2 separate regions of the Mus musculus genome follow, and region 2 is linked to region 1. Evidence: chromatin contacts called from public HiChIP or PLAC-seq data. All regions are on one chromosome and are shown on one strand. The core of a region is the stretch at or near the end of the contact, and the rest is flanking DNA. Distances in the headings are between cores, read along the strand shown. Region 1 holds the start of Itga8 (integrin alpha 8). Region 2 overlaps Rsu1 (Ras suppressor protein 1).

Evidence for each region. HiChIP or PLAC-seq counts read pairs in DNA pulled down with a chosen protein or histone mark.
Region 2: a contact with region 1 is called in an H3K27ac HiChIP or PLAC-seq map of microglia, with 5 times the contacts expected there. The contact joins the enhancer-like site here to the promoter of Itga8 in region 1. A contact is called at or near these places in 2 of 115 datasets of contacts at active chromatin or transcription factors (forebrain and microglia) and 1 of 9 other capture datasets (liver).

What each region holds. Positions count from the first base shown.
Region 1 is chr2:12,299,833-12,303,952 of GRCm38.p6, forward strand. Itga8 (integrin alpha 8) reads right to left here and starts at 2,112. Exons shown (of 30, transcript NM_001001309.3): 1 at 1,745-2,112; 2 at 1,006-1,139. The coding sequence starts at 1,950. E030013I19Rik (RIKEN cDNA E030013I19 gene) reads left to right here and starts at 1,414. Exons shown (of 2, transcript NR_040353.1): 1 at 1,414-1,757.
Region 2 is chr2:13,218,018-13,222,137 of GRCm38.p6, forward strand. Rsu1 (Ras suppressor protein 1) reads right to left here. Exons shown (of 9, transcript NM_009105.4): 5 at 992-1,110. Among named protein-coding and RNA genes, the nearest start is that of Rsu1, 51 kb to the right of the region's middle. Within about 2 kb of position 2,279, at least 13 of the 459 cell types and tissues checked have an H3K27ac peak or open chromatin away from gene starts, as enhancers often do. A contact at or near this core is called in microglia, where this site is marked.

The DNA of each region.
Region 1 (4,120 bases), core at 862-3,361:
ATTCAAGGTAAAGATTGCATAATTTTTCTTCAAAATGATTTCCATATTGATAGTCCCTCTCAACAGAAATGACACAGATTAACGTCATGGGTACATACCACCCAATCAATTTTTTCAAAATTCTGTGAAAATGCACATTTACATAAATCCTAGATGCATAAGTTAGATAACCACAGGACCACAGGGAAAGTAAGAACAATGTCCTAAAGTATGACGTGTACAAGGAATCTTAATTTATTGCCCATCACGCCGTCATTTGACCTGACATATTTGCATCTTTGAAAAAAAAGAGGGTATTCTCTAATAATATATGTTATTTGAATGCTAACATTTGGGTGCTACAAGCTAAAACACCGAGTGATGGTGTTTTCAAAACACCCCTTTTAAATTATTTTCTTAGGATCCAAGTTAAAAACAGCAGATGAAATGGTATTTTCCCTTTAATTAAATAAGAAACATCTGTCTGGGGGATTTTTGGAAATGAATATAATCCATCCACACTCTGCCTGTAGTATTTTGCATCTAATGTCCAGTATTTTGAAAGAAAATTCTTTCTGTAAAGAATTAGAATGTCAAGCACCCCAGGTTGCAGTCTGGATCTACTACAGGGCAAGTCTCACCTCCGGACTTGGGAACTAGAGAATTACAAATACTCCAAGCGAGTCCTTTATCAGTCTCCACCTCTATATTTGAGGACCAACCCGATTCTCTATAGTGTAGGTTATTTTGTAACTCTGGCCGGCCTCGAACTCACAGACACCAGCCTGCCTCTGCCAACCAAGTATTAAGCCTGTGCTCCCCTCCCCTCACAGCTGTGGGTTTCTACTGGTCCCAAGCACCTCCTCCCCTAGTGTTCACCTCTGAACAGTAGGGAAACGGATGTTACCAGATGCATCCAAACACTCAGATTTACATTAGGAGGGGGGGAAAGAACACTAAATTGCCGCGAGGAATGGCTCTGGTTCTTTTCAACCAGGGGCCACACTACAGGTTAGCATCACTTACTGGTGGTGTCAAACGGTATCTGCTTGCACTGTGCAGACCTCTCTGAGGGCCAGGGACAGTAGTAGACAGCTCCCCCTTCTACGATATCCGGCTGGCTAGTGTTGGCTTTGGGTGCCCCCACTAAGACACTGGCTCTGCAAAGAGATTGGAGAAAGTCACTCCTCTGGGAACATTTACCCGTGTGCCCAGTCTGTAGAAGCATGCCCACCGGACTGCGGCAGCAGCGGCAGGCACAAACAGGTTTATTGTGGAAAGACTGCCAAACTTGATTTCCTCTTTGGAAGCCTATGAGCACCAGAAACCTGGTTTTGGAAGAGGCTGCTAATGGTTCTGCCTGTCTAGGTGGAGGTAGGTGGAGACTGTGATGGGGAAGGCAGATCCCAACTGTCTGCAACCTAAGGCGCTATGAGATTCCGTAGGAACAGACTGCGCGGTCCTTATTTTAAAACTGACCTGAGTCTGTCCCGCCCCACTCTCTCCTTTGTATAATGCTCTTGTCTTTGAATCCGAACTTATATACCAGTGGAGCATCTCCAATCCCAGATTCATGGGCACATCTATTTAGCATAAGTCAGGAGGAAAGATGTTGGTAGCAGGCAAAGAGCAGAATCCGACCCGGAGTGGGCAGTTGCCTGAAATATCAGACATCCTTTCCTCCTGGCTGCGGAGACCTCTGAGAGACAGAGACAGGACCTGGAATCGCGCGCCACCAAGCCACCAACCCAACCCAGCAACTTACGTGCGCGCATCAGGTATGTAGAAGTCCAGTGAGTAGCCGAAGTAGCTGCCCTCGGGGCCACTGTACACAGTGAGCTTGTCCACATCCAAGTTGAACGCCAGACACGCAGGGGACCACAGCATCCCCAGCGCGGCCGAGACGCAACAGAGACGCGCGAACGGAGGTGCCCGGTTCCCCGGGGGACCACAGTGGGTTCCCGCAGACATCGCCCTCCTTCCCGAACGCTGTTCACCCGGGATCGGGAGCCGTGGAGCCCAGAGGAGAAGGCCTGACGCTCCCCAGAGGCCGGTGTCCCGGGTCGGTGAGCTAGGAGCGTCCACAGTGACAGTCCTCTCGCCCTGTGCGGCCCGCCGACCCCGCTGCTCTGGGCTTGCAGCAGCGGATCCCGCGCTCGACCCTCTCCAGCCCCTGGCTGGGGCCGGCGCGCTCTTCGCGCCCTCTAGCGGCTAGTTCTCAGGCTGCAGGACGGAGCTTGCGGTCTAGGACCGGGCAAGTGCCTGTTGAGCCCGCTAGATTTCGAGTCTCTAGTTTAAGGACCATCTAAATTTTATGGATGTCACCTCAAGTCATTGTTTTGGAGAAGCGGTGTTCCATATGCGGCGAGAATTTAATGATTTCCCAATATTGCGCAGCTCGGATACAAGCATACAAAAGAGTATACCAACTCCAGAAAAGAGTGGTTATATGGCTGTCACCTCTACCTTTGAGGGTAAATCAGTTTCTTCCTCAGTAAATGGGATTTGATAATGGAATGTAAGAACCCTCTTCCTCTCCTATTCCGCTGACATACTAATACAAAAATCCTGTAGGTTTTCTCAGTCTTTCTCAAGGGCATCTCTGGCACATTGTATGATTTGGTATAAACCTCTATCCTATGAGGTTGTGATGAAGGACTGCAAAGTCAGAAATGCTGCAGTTAACAGTTTTCAAAAGCAGGGCTTGGGAGTGAAAGTTTGAGACAACAGGATCTCTTCCTCACCAGTACTAGTTGTTGATCTTTCGAGGAGCCCGAAGGTGAAGGGAGCAGACTAGAACTGTGTGTATAAATGGTTTTTTATAAATACAAACTTTTCAGGACATAGATTGGTGATAAAAAAAACAACATGACTCTGAGGTCACACAGAATTTAAGTGTAGGCAAAGAAGTGTGGGACATGGTGACACATACCTGAAATCCCAACACTGTTTTGTTTGGGGGCAGGGGCTGTAATAAGAGGATCTTTTGTTGGACAGCCTGGGCTAACCTAACAAGTTCAAGACTAGCCTGAGAAGGCTGTGTTAAATATATATATATATATATATATATATATATATATATATATATATACACACACACACGTGTGTGTGTGTGTGAGAGAGAGACAGAGACAGAGACAGAGACAGAGAGACAGAGAGAGAGACAGAGAAGGGGCAAGCTGTTTCTGGGTAATTTCAGGAAAGTTGGAAACAAATTTAGATGTAGACAAGAATTTGAATAGGAGACTTAGATTTGGACCTCCCGGAAGCAGATGAGGGAAACACTGAAGGCACTAATCTCCTAGCATTAGATGACCATGTACAAGATCGTAGTGAAAAGGAGTATCCAAGGAGTGGTCTGAAATAGGGCTGGATGGATCCTGAGACCAGGGATCCAGGCAAAAGTAGCCAAAGCAGAAATATGATAGGCACCAGAGATTCAAATGTCCAGTGGCAAGTCATCTGAATAAAAAGAAAGCAGGGATGGACAAGGGAATCCCAACCTGGTTGACAAGACAAAAGGAGAAAAGGGCCATGAAAGTTAAGGAAAAGGCTGAGATTGGGGGAGGATGCACAGCAGAAAGGATCTAAGCTGAGTCTTAAGTTACCTACTTAGGAGAAAATAAGTGAAGTGAGTGGATGAATAAGATGCCAACTTACTCATCTAAGAATAATTAGTACCACTTCCTACAACTGGGGGACCCATCAGAAGGTTGATACAATTTGAGTAGACTAGACAAAAATCTCAGCCTACTAGGAAAAAAAAAATGGTTTCTCATCCATTTTCCTTCATAACCCACTCTGTAGAGTAATTTCAATTTTGTGTTTCTACTTGTCCCTATTTAAAAATCAAAACAAGCAGTCTGTCACAAGGCTCCCTGTCAAGCCATCACATCATCATTTCCTAATTACATTGCCCAATACGAGGCATAAGAGCTTACAAGTAGGTGGTAGACCAGTTGACTGGTTTTCCTTCTCTATCCTAAAGTCAATTTGTGCTGGACACAGAGTTTGCCACTTTGATTAAGATATTGCTAAGAATAAAAGTCAAACTCCCCACATGAGCTTGAATGAGTAATTCACACACAATACACACATGGGACGCCTCAGAGCTGTCACCGAGGCTGGGGATTAACTACAA
Region 2 (4,120 bases), core at 1,029-3,528, 920 kb after region 1:
CCTCCATTCTAACATGGGTAAGGTTGACAGAACTGAATGTTAACATGTGTAACAAAGATAATTTCCTCTGAGATCCAAGAAGATAATTTATAATTGGTTTCACGTGCTTCAGAATGTCTGGTAGAGGCCGGTTCAAAAGGAGCAGATTTTCTAGTGTGGGCATCATGACAAGAGGTTAAGGCAAGGGCAATCACCATAGTGTGAGACCAGACTAGTGTCCACACTGAGGCTGAGGCCAGACAACTCCGTAGAATGAGACCCTGACTCAAAAGTAAATGAGGAACAGAAACAGGAACACAGAACATTGTCAACAGAGTCTCCGCATGACACAGAAGTCACTACTCACAGATGCAGAACGCTAACTTAAAACACACAGCCCTTCCCTAAGTATTTCATTAGTTTCTAGAAAACCAGTCATGCTGATTTTTAAATGTATCTACAGCAAGAAACTTATGAAAAGACAAACATTTGGCCATCCGCAATTAATGATTCCATAATGGTTATCTACTAGACTAAATCAGTCCGTACAAGAATTCTTCAAAAACTTAAATAAGGATCTGAGCTCGGTTTTTCAACAATTGTTAGCAATTTAATAATGTGTAGATTTTAACAAATAATTTTCTAGAGTATCTTTAGCAGTGTATTTCAGGGAATTAATAGCAACTGGGGGAAAACATTATTATTTTATTTTTTGTTCACACTCTTTAAGCAGAAGTCAAGATTCTCAGCTAAATGTGAGATAAGGTACTAACATCTCTCCTGGAAAGTTAATGTCACATTGCTAAGCCCACTCCTGCCCAATGGTGTCAGCCAGCTATACATCAAATATAAATACTGCTGAGCGGTGAAGGAATATTCAAAAGGACTCTGTAGTGAAAAAATATATATGCCCAATAATTTCTCTTACGAGTTTCAGCACTGGCAAATAAATTTTTACTATTAGGACCAAAGTACCATGTTAAAGAGATTTACAGAATTAAAAGTTTCTCACTGAGGTAGAAGAAGTTTCCCGGAAGAGAATGTTCATTCAGGTTGTTGTAAGTTAAGTCCAGGACCTCCAGAGCCGGGAGGGAGCCGAATCCTCGAGGCAGCGTGTTCAACCTATTCATGCTGCAGTGTGGGGAGACACAAGGGACAAGCCACCTTTTAAAAAGCACATACGTACGCAGAACACGGGAACCTGACAGTGTAAGCCCAGTTCAGCAGGATCAGAGTCCAAAAGCACATTATGGTTCTGCGTTCACTGAATGGTACTTGATTTTTCATTGTGTTCATATAATTTAACAAACAAGAAGAAATTGCCACCCGTGTGTGTGTGTGTGTGTGTGTGTGTGTGTGTGTGTGTGCTGCTGAAAATACACTAGAAATGCAAATACACACAAATCTACTCTCTGAGTGATTTTTTAAAAATTTTTTATTAGGTATTTTCTTCATTTACATTTCCAATGCTATCCCAAAAGTCCCCCATACCTACCCACCCACTCCCACTTCTTGGCCCTGGCGTTCCGCTGTACTGAGGCATATAAAGTTTGCTCTGAGTGATTTTCAAATACAGTGAATATTGTTAATGCTAGTCACTGTGGTATATAATAATCTTTTGAACTTACTCCTGAATAACTGAAATTCTTGGGCCTTTAACAATTTCTTAACTCCCTGATCTCCACCACCTGCCTCTAGCAAACATCACTTTACTCTGCAATCATATAGTACTAATAGTTTAATAGTTCTACTCTGACAACCTGTGCTCATGAAATGTATGGAAATTTTTAGTTATTACTTCTTCCTACAGAAAAACTCAAATAGCCCGCTCCATACTTGAAATACCTGTCTGTCTAAAGAGAAACTGATTCAAAACATGCATTTGGGATATTTGCTTTATTTCATCCGTTCATTGTAATGGGAGGGGAATCAACTTCCTGTTCAATACCCATGTACTAATGATCAGAATGATCTCTAGTTAGAATGCTGATTGCCAGGGCCTGGGGCAGGGAGAGGCAAATGAGTTGTTTCAGGTTTGGGAGGCAATAAACTTCTGGAGGCTGAAAGTGTAACACTGTGAAAGTAACACCCAGGACTGACACACTATCATAAAAGTTATGATATGCACATTTATATGTGTGCATGTGTGAGCATGTATGTGGGATGGCTAATGTTAGTTGCCAACTAAAAACGCCTGGGAAAAGGGAATCCCAAGTGAAGAATGGCTTCTATCAGACTGACCTATAAGCATGTCTGGGGGCAGGGCTTTCCTATTGCTCAGTGGTATAAGAAGGTTCAGACACTGGTGGGAACCAAATATATCAGAGGAAGTGAGCAAGTAGGCAGGTTTTCCCCGTTCTTTCTGCTTCAGTTCCTGCCTTGACATCTTGCTTTGGCTTCCTCTGATGATCAACTATAACTTGTGGGCCAAATCCTTTTTTCCCCAAAGTTGTTTTTTGCTAGCATCTTATCATGACATCAGAGAATCAAATTACATACATACATACATGTATATACATATATAAAAATCTAAGAGAATTTTTCGATATTATCTTTTACCCTTCTAGACCTTTATGTCTCTTTTGGAGGCTGCCTCTGAGAATACCTAAAAGTCAGTTTAAACACTGTATAAACAACTTCAGTGTAAGCTGACAGACACTGGAAGGGAGGAGAGACTTGACACTGAAAATCAATCCAACCATTGATCATTCTAATAACAGACGCAATGCTGCTGCCCACCTCGACCAATCCGGCCTCCTGAGAAATGACTGCGCAGAGGGAAGCCAAGAGAAAAGTGGATTTGCAAGTCTCAGGACAGGGAGTCCCAGGCCGGCTTTCCTCAGGGCCTACCAACTTCTTAGACTACTCACTACAAGAGAGAAAGCTTCCCCATGAGCCCAGTCAGTGACACACATCTGCTTCCCTAACGGCCAAATGCTTACAGGATGAATTCTAGCAACAAACTAGGCTGACAGTCCGCGGCAGCTGGGTATGTCCTCTACAGTGAAGTTAGCCCCAAAACTATAGCCCTGACAACTCTATGGCTTTTCATTTCTTGTAAAATACACACTACACTGTGCTTCAAAAATTAAGGACATCTCAAATTTTCTGCTTACTACAGCTGGCCTGAAGCTCATTCATGTCTTGCAATCATCATAAAAAATGGCAAGTACTGCATAATTCAATGATTGGTGAGTGTAGCCTTTGGACCAGGACCTACCCATGGTGCTTGTGGTCTCTTAAGTGCACACTTTCATTTGGCCCGCTAACACTAAGCAGTCCTCTTCACCCTGCCTTAATGTGCACATATAAACCTCCATGAGATCTAAGAGCAGAGATTCCTTTATTAAAATTCAGCTTAATTCCTTTCCCAAGAAAACGAAAATTTTGTGGGAATGGCAACTTCTATGGAGCTATGGAATCAAACGCTGAAAGGTGTTTTACATAGTCAATAAACTTAGAGCTGAAAATACAGGCAATTCCAGAAGGGCAAGGACGTAACTAAGGTGCATGGTCAAGTTTACCCTATGTCCTAAGATAGCCCAAGGTCAACTAAACCAGGCCTGAGCTTATGTTCTTCCCAAACCTGTCTCCAGCTCTAATCCTATGATAGCCGACCAACACAGGAATCTAGGTAGGATCCCTTCCCATCTGTAACTGTCTTGGCAATTTTCCTTCTATATCATTTTCAAATTAAATCCTTTTTCTTCCCCACTACGACTGATCCAGATCACCTTGGACAAAGGTGGCATTCCCACAGTCTTCTTGCCCTTTACCTCAACCTCCCATGAACCCTCTTTGCACTGAGCTTTCAGACAAAACTGCTCTTATTTCACACCCACTACCCTGTAGGACAAATTCCTGCAGAAAAGATCTGCAACCAGAGCTCCACTATGTAAACTGGGGCAGCACTGCTGACTCCCTGCCACCTCTGACACCTATTTGTTTGCCACTGGTGTCCCCACTGTAGTGTGAGCTCTATGACAGCAGGATGACCATTACCTAAAATGACTCCTGGTAGCAATCTGGAATTCAACAAACACCCACTAGGTGTGCAGAAGCCATTCCCAAGGGTCTGGGCTAGCCCTTGCATCTCACCTGGCCACCTTTACATTGAATCCTACCAGTGAACTGCTACGAC